Regions from separate parts of the Callithrix jacchus genome. Here region 2 is linked to region 1. Evidence: chromatin contacts called from public Hi-C data. All regions are on one chromosome and are shown on one strand. The core of a region is the stretch at or near the end of the contact, and the rest is flanking DNA. Distances in the headings are between cores, read along the strand shown. Region 1 holds the start of LAMTOR3 (late endosomal/lysosomal adaptor, MAPK and MTOR activator 3). Region 2 holds the start of MTTP (microsomal triglyceride transfer protein).

The links. Hi-C and Micro-C count contacts between places; a contact is called where the count stands out from the background.
Region 2: a Hi-C map of skeletal muscle shows a contact between it and region 1, with 2.7 times the contacts expected there. The contact joins the promoter of MTTP here to the promoter of LAMTOR3 in region 1. A contact is called at or near these places in 2 of 3 Hi-C or Micro-C datasets (both in skeletal muscle).

Annotation. Positions count from the first base shown.
Region 1 is chr3:97,478,002-97,482,139 of calJac240_pri, forward strand. It overlaps LAMTOR3 (late endosomal/lysosomal adaptor, MAPK and MTOR activator 3), which reads left to right and starts at 2,173. Exons shown (of 7, transcript XM_002745555.7): 1 at 2,173-2,257; 2 at 2,580-2,625. The coding sequence starts at 2,617. It overlaps DNAJB14 (DnaJ heat shock protein family (Hsp40) member B14), which reads left to right. Exons shown (of 9, transcript XM_078366772.1): 9 at 1-662.
Region 2 is chr3:97,767,872-97,772,009 of calJac240_pri, forward strand. MTTP (microsomal triglyceride transfer protein) reads right to left here and starts at 1,914. Exons shown (of 19, transcript XM_078366775.1): 1 at 1,625-1,914. It overlaps TRMT10A (tRNA methyltransferase 10A), which reads left to right and starts at 1,621. Exons shown (of 9, transcript XM_078366777.1): 1 at 1,621-1,765.

The DNA.
Region 1 (4,138 bases), core at 923-3,422:
GGATGACCAGTTGCCAAGATGTCTCATAACTGCATAGCAGATGACACCTGGCATAGATGTGAGCAAGTCTCATTCACTTCAGCACAAGATTCTGTACATTTCAATCTGATAGTCTACTTTGCCATTTAAGTACACCATTAAAATCATAGAGATTTTCAATGACATTGGAGTATTGTAATTATTAGTTTCAAAAATAATTATTTTGAATAGGACAGTTCAACCAATGAGAAGAAAACACACATAAATGATATTTTGCAGTTTATCTGTATTAAGAAATGCTTCTTGCCAATTTCTGCTTTTGGTTTTTGGATTGCTACATAACACTCCTTCCATTTACTTTATGCGTTTTTAAAAGCTGCAGGTAATTTTTAAGGTTTGATGGAATTTTAATGGAAGCCTTGTTTTAAGTTAAATGAAACTGGTAAAGGAGAGCTTACTTTGTCTATAATGTATTCAGGATCATAAATTAGATTTAAAAATGAAATGTCTGATTTGTAAAATATTTAATGTTATATCAGACTTACATAAAATTTTCTGTGAGAACTCAAATGCATTTGATTTTTAATGAATGTTCTGCTGAATGAAATACAAATTTTTGTCTTTCAGTCTCTGTAGTTTATCTCAATATATTAATAAAAAGAAGGTCTGTTCTCACTGTAAAATGTTTGGTTTTTTTTAAATCATGTTTTATACTCTTAATATGGCCACTCTTTCATTCATTTAGCTATTTAACAAGGGTGTCAATGCTTGCTATATCCCAGGCATTGAACTGAATGCTGGGAATTAATCATTGAATAAGACAAAAACCTGAAAGAGTTTACATCTAGCAATGAAAATAAATATCAAATAAATAATTATAATTATAATAAATGCTACAAAGAAAATTACAGGGTACAATGAGAGCATTTATCTAGAAGATCTAAACTATTCAGTGAGGGTCAGGGAAGACTTCTCTGAGAGTGAGTTTAAGCTGACACTCAAAAGTGAGATTAGTAGGAGTAAGGCAGAATGTGCTAAGCTGGTAAAGTGATAAAAATCTTTATGGAAGTGAAAACAAACTTGGGTGATCATAGCATAAGGGATCCACGGTAAATGAGAGAATTAAGATAGGGGCCAGATCCCCATAGAATGATATATAAACCATGATGCTGACATTGATCTTTATTCTAAGTCAACAAAATTGATTTTCAAGGAAGGAGTTCCATGATCTGATTTGGGATTTTAGAACATCATTTTAGTTGCTATATGGAGACTGGAGGGCAAAAGAAAATGTAAGAAAGATAGGAGGTTATTGTCAAAAGAGAGATGATCATGGCTTGGACTAAGGTAGGAATATAGTTAGGTGAATAGTTTTCAAAGATACTCAGGAGGTAGAATCAACAGAACTCTCTTTGGATTTGGGACATATGGAGGCAGCAATTAAAAACCAGGCTAAAATTTTCTGAAAAATTGGCTGTGAAACGGAGTAGCGGAAAAACGGTGGTAGCTGAAAGAGAATGTGATTTCTAAAGAAGCTTTTCTTTTGAGGGTCTCGCTCTGTCACTTAAGCTGGAGTTCAGTGGGGCGATCACCACTCAGTGCAGCTTCAAACCCTGGGCTCAAGTGATCTGTTTGCCTCAGCCTCCGGAGTACCTCCTGGCCGCACATCACCTAAGGCTAATTCTTTTTTGGGGTAGAAACGGGATCCTCCCTTCCAAGCTGGTTTAGAACTCCTGGGCTCAAAGAATCGTCCTGCCTTGGACTCCCAAAGTGCTACATGAGACCTTACTAATTTTTTTAAATTCTGATGTAGAAGGGGCTTGCTGCTCAGCTCATCACACCATCCCCTCAAATTTCATCTACAAGAAAAGGTTTTAAGATAATGGACCCTGAAAAACTAATGACATTTATAAACCCTCTCCGCAAGAATGCCTTGTAACACATAGCCTTGCTTGCATTTCCTGGGGTTCTTAGAGTCCAGCGATCTCGTACAAATTCCCTACCCCACAGCTGACGTCCTTCGGCCTGTGACACAAGGCGCAGGCTCAAGACGCGGTCCGCGGTGGGCGGGGGAGGGGCGAGGCCCGTCGGGCCCAGCACGCTCGCAGCTTCCGCCCGGCTCCTCCGGAAATCCCGTATTACGGGGCGACTGCGTAGCTAGTGCTTCCTGGGGCACAGAAGAGGTCACGAATCATGTGACAGTGGCTTGAGGAGGAACCGGTCTTTAAAGCGTCCCTGAAGTGACAGTGGAGAGAACCAGGCAGCGTAGAAACCCCAGGTAACTGGCGCTGCTTTGCCCGGTTTTGAGGTCTAGTCCCGGGAGTGGCGCGGGTGGTGATTCTAAACAGAAGGGGAGGACCCTCTCTTCTTTTCTTTGGGCCTAGCTCTTTCTGGTGAAGGGGCAGGGATGGGGTGGGGTGAGGTAAGGCGTGCCGGCTGAGTACCCGTGGCGGAGTTGGGGCACTCCGACTCCCACTGAACTCGATGGGCCAAGCCGGAGTTTTGCCTGGTTCTGTCCAGGCCTGATCTCTCTCATTAAGTTGGGGGTAGAGAGGACGAGGAAGCCAAGAGGGAAGAGTCACCGGGAGTTTCTCTTCCAGGCGTGGAGATTGATCCTGCGAGAGAAGGGGGTTCATCATGGCGGATGTGAGTGACACCCCCACATAAGAGGAAGGGGAGGGTGGGGAATTTGGAGGGGAATACTGAGCGGGGAGAGGTAGAGCTTCCCAAGTAGAAATTTGTTTTGATTCTCCCATCCCCACCCACCCCAGTTTTTCTCTGGTAACTGGAGTGGGAGACTAATATGAATGAATTTGCAGGATCCTGAGTTTCTGCCTCGAATGTGGGTGGAGGACATTAAGGTGCTTGAGACAGAAAATTCTATTCTCCCTACTCCCCAGTCCAGTTGGGGCATAAGAGAGGCTCTGTATATTTACCGTTTGAAATTCTGAATGGTGGTTTGCTGCCTGTCTCATCAGTATGTGGTCAGTGGGACATGTACCCAGAATCCTTTTTTTCCCGTAAGTGGTAACAATATCTCATTAGGTTTATTGCAGCAATTTAGGATGTGATTTCTAACCCATGCCTCTTTAGAAACATGGTGAGTTCTCTCTCTCTTTCTCTCTCTCTCTCTCTCTCTCTCTCTCTCTCTCTCTCTCTCTCTCTCTCTCTCTCTGTGTGTGTGTGTGTGTGTGTGTGTGTGTGTGTGTGTGTGATGAATGAAAGCTAAAGTAAGCTGATAGTCATAACATGAAATAGAATGATCATTTGGGTTTGGAGAATATTAAGTGTTGGAGGCACAAAACAACGGACTTCTAATTAATCCATGTGAGGTCAAAATTGATACCTAAATTGCCAATGAAATTCCTGGGATGAGAGTGTAACAAGACAATATAAAATAGTCTTATGGCCAGTGCTGTGGCTTAGTCTGTAATCGCAGCACTTTGGGAGGCCGAGGTGGAAGGATTGCTTGAGGCTGCGAGTTCAAGACCTGCCTGGGCAACATAGCAAGACCCCATTCTACAAAAATAAAATTTAAAATTAGCCAGGCGCATTGATGCCCCTATAGTCCCAGCTATGCCGGAAGTGAAGTGGGAGGATTGCTTGAGCCCAGAAGTTGGAAGTTGCAGTGAGCACCAGCTTAGAAAAATAAAGTAGTCTTCTATTTCTTTAGTCTTAACTGTGTTTCGTGTTAAACACTTGACACACATTGCCATTTATCTTATATTCTGTAAGACTGGGTCAGGCATGGTGACTTACGCCTGTAATACCAGCACTTTGGGCAGATCACCTGAGGTCAGGAGTTCGAGACCAGCCTGGCCAACATGGTAAAACCCCGTCTCTACTAAAAATACAAAAACTTAGCTGGGTGTGATGGTGGGCACCTGTAATCTCAGTTACTCGGGAGGCTGAGGCAGGAAAATCGCTTGAACCCAGGAGGTGGAGGTAGCAGTGAGCCGAGACTGTGCCATTGCACTCCAGGCTAGACAACAAAAGCAAAACTCCGGCCGGGTGCGGTGGCTCAAGCCTGTAATCCCAGCACTTTGGGAGGCCGAGGCGGGTGGGTCACGAGGTCAAGAGATCGAGACCATCCTGGTCAACATGGTGAAACCCCGTCTCTACTAAAAATACAAAAATTAGCTGGGCATGGTGGCGCGTG
Region 2 (4,138 bases), core at 664-3,163, 290 kb after region 1:
TCTCAAGTACATGTTATATGCTTTTTATTTACTGCTGGCTCCCCTACTAGATTAGGGATTTCTTGAGGACACAGAGCATGATTTAGTCATTTCTGTATCACCATTATGACGACGAAAAGCATAGAACTTGATAAATGTGTCAAATAAACACATGAATTTTACAAATCAATGAAAATTCTGTTTCATATGATTTCACCTTCTTAAACTTTCCATGTTTCATTTTTTTGTCAAATTGACTTCTTTGGACTGACACTAGAGTCATTTTAGATTTTGCACCAAATGACTACAAAGTTAAATGTTTAGGACAAAAGAAAATGAATGTATTGGCTTCTTTACTAAAATATAAAGGTTTTTTTTGTTTTTGTTTTTTGCTTTAAAACTTGGCTTAAACTATCTAAGGATGCCATGTATTAACTCTGAAAAAAATGTATTATTATTTATAAAACAGATCCCATAGGAGCAACTGAACAGCTGTGGAAAGATTTGGTACATCACTTTGCCAGCCTGAATTTAATGACCTACATGTGAAGGGCTACATATCCAATTACTAATCCTCCCTCAGCTACTCTTTGCCCTGATATGGAGGCAGCTGAAAAAAGATGCCCTACTAACAGATCAGAAGTAGATCCAGACTTTTTTGCTAGGGCTCAGTTAAGAAAGATCTTTTAGGTTTGAGATGAGGAAGAAACAAAGAGGGACTCAGAACAGTGTTATATCTGACACAGTGTTTCAAGTAAAATTTAAAGGCTTATGGTGAGAATGACTCTAGCTTTGTAACTAAAGACAAAGACATTTCAGCTCTTTTAGAGAACCTCAAACTCTGAATTTAATTTTCTATTCATTGAAGCATTTAAACATGTTCAAATATCTTCAAGCATCAAGGATAATTTACTTTAAAATTCTTTCTATACTGAGAAGCCAGTCTTCTATTCAAAGATGCAAACCTCATTCTCATCTTCAAATTCTGCAATAATTACCTATTAGAAGAAGAGGGAAAAAAGCTAAATAGAAAATGACAATCTATGGGATTGTGTTTCACTTCTCTCTGTTGACAGAGTCTATATATAGAAAAAAGATTATATAAGGTCAAATATTATAAACAATGAAATGTCATCTGATGTTTTGCAAAACAGCATAAGAAAAATAGTTAAAGGAATGAATAAAGAGTAAAGCTATGGCTATTTTACTTGAGCCATAAAAAAGGCTTACAGATTCTAAATTTAAATGCATTTTATTGTGAATCTGACTCACTTTTTGAATTTAATTTTCCACTTATGTAAAATCATGTGATATGGTAATTTTCTGTATAAATTAAAAATAATTTAGGCAAGAGATGTTTTTCTCTCATTTTCAACACAGAAAAATTATGAGCCTTTCTTTGATGTTTTGCATTTTTAACAGTGGGACTATCTTAATTCCTCCACCCAATCACCACAAGAATATATGAATGAATGCACGTGTGCAGGTACACACTTAACTTCTTGAACTGGAAAAAACAGACGTCACTGTAACTAACTACATCACACTCCCAAAACCCTAACTCCGGACCCCGCCCCGCTTAAACCCCTCCCCTTTCTCCCATTGCGGGTTCTAAATTGGCGCAGTTAGATAACGTAAGACGCACCCGCCGTAGCCTCCACTGTGTAACTACCGCCCCTGCCTCTGGGAATTGAAGTTTCTGTGGAAGGAAGCAGGAGCGGTAACCAGGCCAATCCAGGAAGGCTTTTTTTCTTAGCTTTCACTTCCCTGTAAACTCTTCATATCGGTAAGTGTCCTGGCACTGGATGGCGCTCGCCCTCACTTTGGTATTGTTCGGGCGCTAACCTGGGCGTGCTATGCAGCCTTCGACTAGCAACAAGGGCTTCCGGGGGAGAGTGGAGCGGTGGTATGGAAGTGGTTGCCTGCGGTGCTGGTGCTGAAGGAAATGACGTTGATGATAGGCGCCCCCCGCGGCCTACTCAGCTGCTCTCTGGTTCGCCAGCGGCAGCTTAATCCCGCCTCTGGAGTGCGTTCGCTGGCGGGAAGCCTAGAAGACTGTGGGCGACGCTCCGCCCACACGGTGGGGCCCTTTCAGTCGGCGTGTGTTTTGGGGTTGCCGTTGGCCCGTAGTATGTGAAAAGTGAGTTTGCAAAGAATGAGAGGGAAATCTATACTCTAAAGGGCCGGAAAGCGTGTTTTGGCCCTGCCACTTCGTGGCTAGACACCGTAGGCTTTACAAAGCTGTCTTACCTCGTTTTTCCTGGGAGGGGTGACGTGGCTGAACCCTCTGAAATGTAGAGAGCCTGAGGGGAAGTTGCTGCAGGTGCCGTGAAAAGATCGAAGTGTTACTTGATTTCACTGACATATATTCAATTTGGGGATTTTTCTAGAGATATAAAGACAAGTTACTTGTCATTTTCTGAAAGAATCTCCTCTGCCCAAAAGGCTTGACAACTGAAGTTAACAAAGGGCTTTTCGCTGCTCCACGTTTAGCCAGCAGGTCTTTAAAAAGGGCATTACTGGCCAGGCGCGGTGGCTCAGGCCGGTAATTCCGACACTTTGGGAGGCCAAGGCGGATGGATCACCTGAGGTCAGGAGTTCGAGACCAGCTTGACCAACAGGGTGAAACTCTGTCTTTAGTAAAAATGCAAAATTAGACGGGCGTGGTGGCGAATGCCTGTAATCCCAGCTACTTGAGAGGCTGAAGCAGAATTGCTTGAACCAGGGAGGGGGAGGTTGCAATGAGCCGAGATTGCGCCATTGCACTCCAAGCTGGTCAACAAAGCGAAACTCCATCTCAAAAAAAAAAAAAGTGTCACTATCAAGTCATTAATTTCATTCTGCATTATTCCCACGTTCGTTCAGATTTTTCCGGAAGGGAGACTGTCATAAATTACCACGATTGTTTATCCCAATTCAAAACTTATGCAGTTTTTAAAAACTTTTTTTTCTTTTAGTCTTCATTGATTTAGGATGTATCCTCCTTGCCTTAAGCTGTGGTAAGATACGGAAATACAAGGAAGATTGAGATAGTTTGTAAGCCCACCTGATAACCCGTATCTGCAAATGAACCCCAGTGATTTTAAAAATTTTATGCTAAGTGAAATTTCACACATATATACATATATTTGTGTGAAATTGTATATATATATATATATATATATATATTTTTTTTTTTTTGGGAGATGGAGTCTTGATCTGTCACCCAAGCTGGAGTGCAGTGGGTGCGATCTTGTCACACTGCAACCTCCGCCTCCTAGGTTCAAGCGGTTCTTCTGCCTCAGCCTCCCAAGTAGCTGGGATTAGAGGCGTCCACCACCACACCTGGCTAATTTTTGTATTTTTAGTAGACAGGGTTTTGCCATGTTTGTCAGCCTGGTCTCGAGCGCCTGACCTCAGACCATCTGCCCACCTCAGCCTCCCAAAATGCTAGGAATATAGGCTTGAACCACTGCGCCCGGCCTCACACAAATATTTTTATAGTTGATATAAAATACGTTCTCGAACATTTGGTGAACTTGGTTGAATGAATAAAAATGTACTGTGAGCATCACTGCATGTAAGAAAGGAATGCAAAATTCTACTATAGAATTTTACAAATTATTGCCCAAACTAAAACAATTAGAAAGCAAGTATACCTAATAAAGTGCTATGTTTTGCTTAACAGGTAATCTGAACATGTTAGTACATAGTGCAGTGTAGATATACATTATATTTATTGTATAATGTAGACAGTGTGAGTTAGTAGATATATTTGTGTACTATAAGGAATAATGTATAAGATATCAAGCTAGCATCATTTTCATTGCATTCCATTGTCTCAATGCACGTAGCTTATTTAAAATCTAAAAACCTATTACAGTGCATTTTCTTAATTATGAATAGTTTAAAAAAAGATGATGATGATGTTGGCCAGCCTATGACTTTTCCTTGTATTTGAGAGACTGAAACATTACAATGCTATGACAGGTCAAATAAAACTTAAGACTTCTTAGATAGAAAAGGCAAATGCTCCCCCTGGTGTACATGAGCTGTAAAACGTTACATTGCTTTTTAAAAAATCTTCACTTAGGCCGGGGCAGTGGCTCACACCTGTAATCCCAGCACTCTGGGAGGCCAAGGCCGTGGGATCACGAGGTCAGGAGTTAGAGCTCAGCGT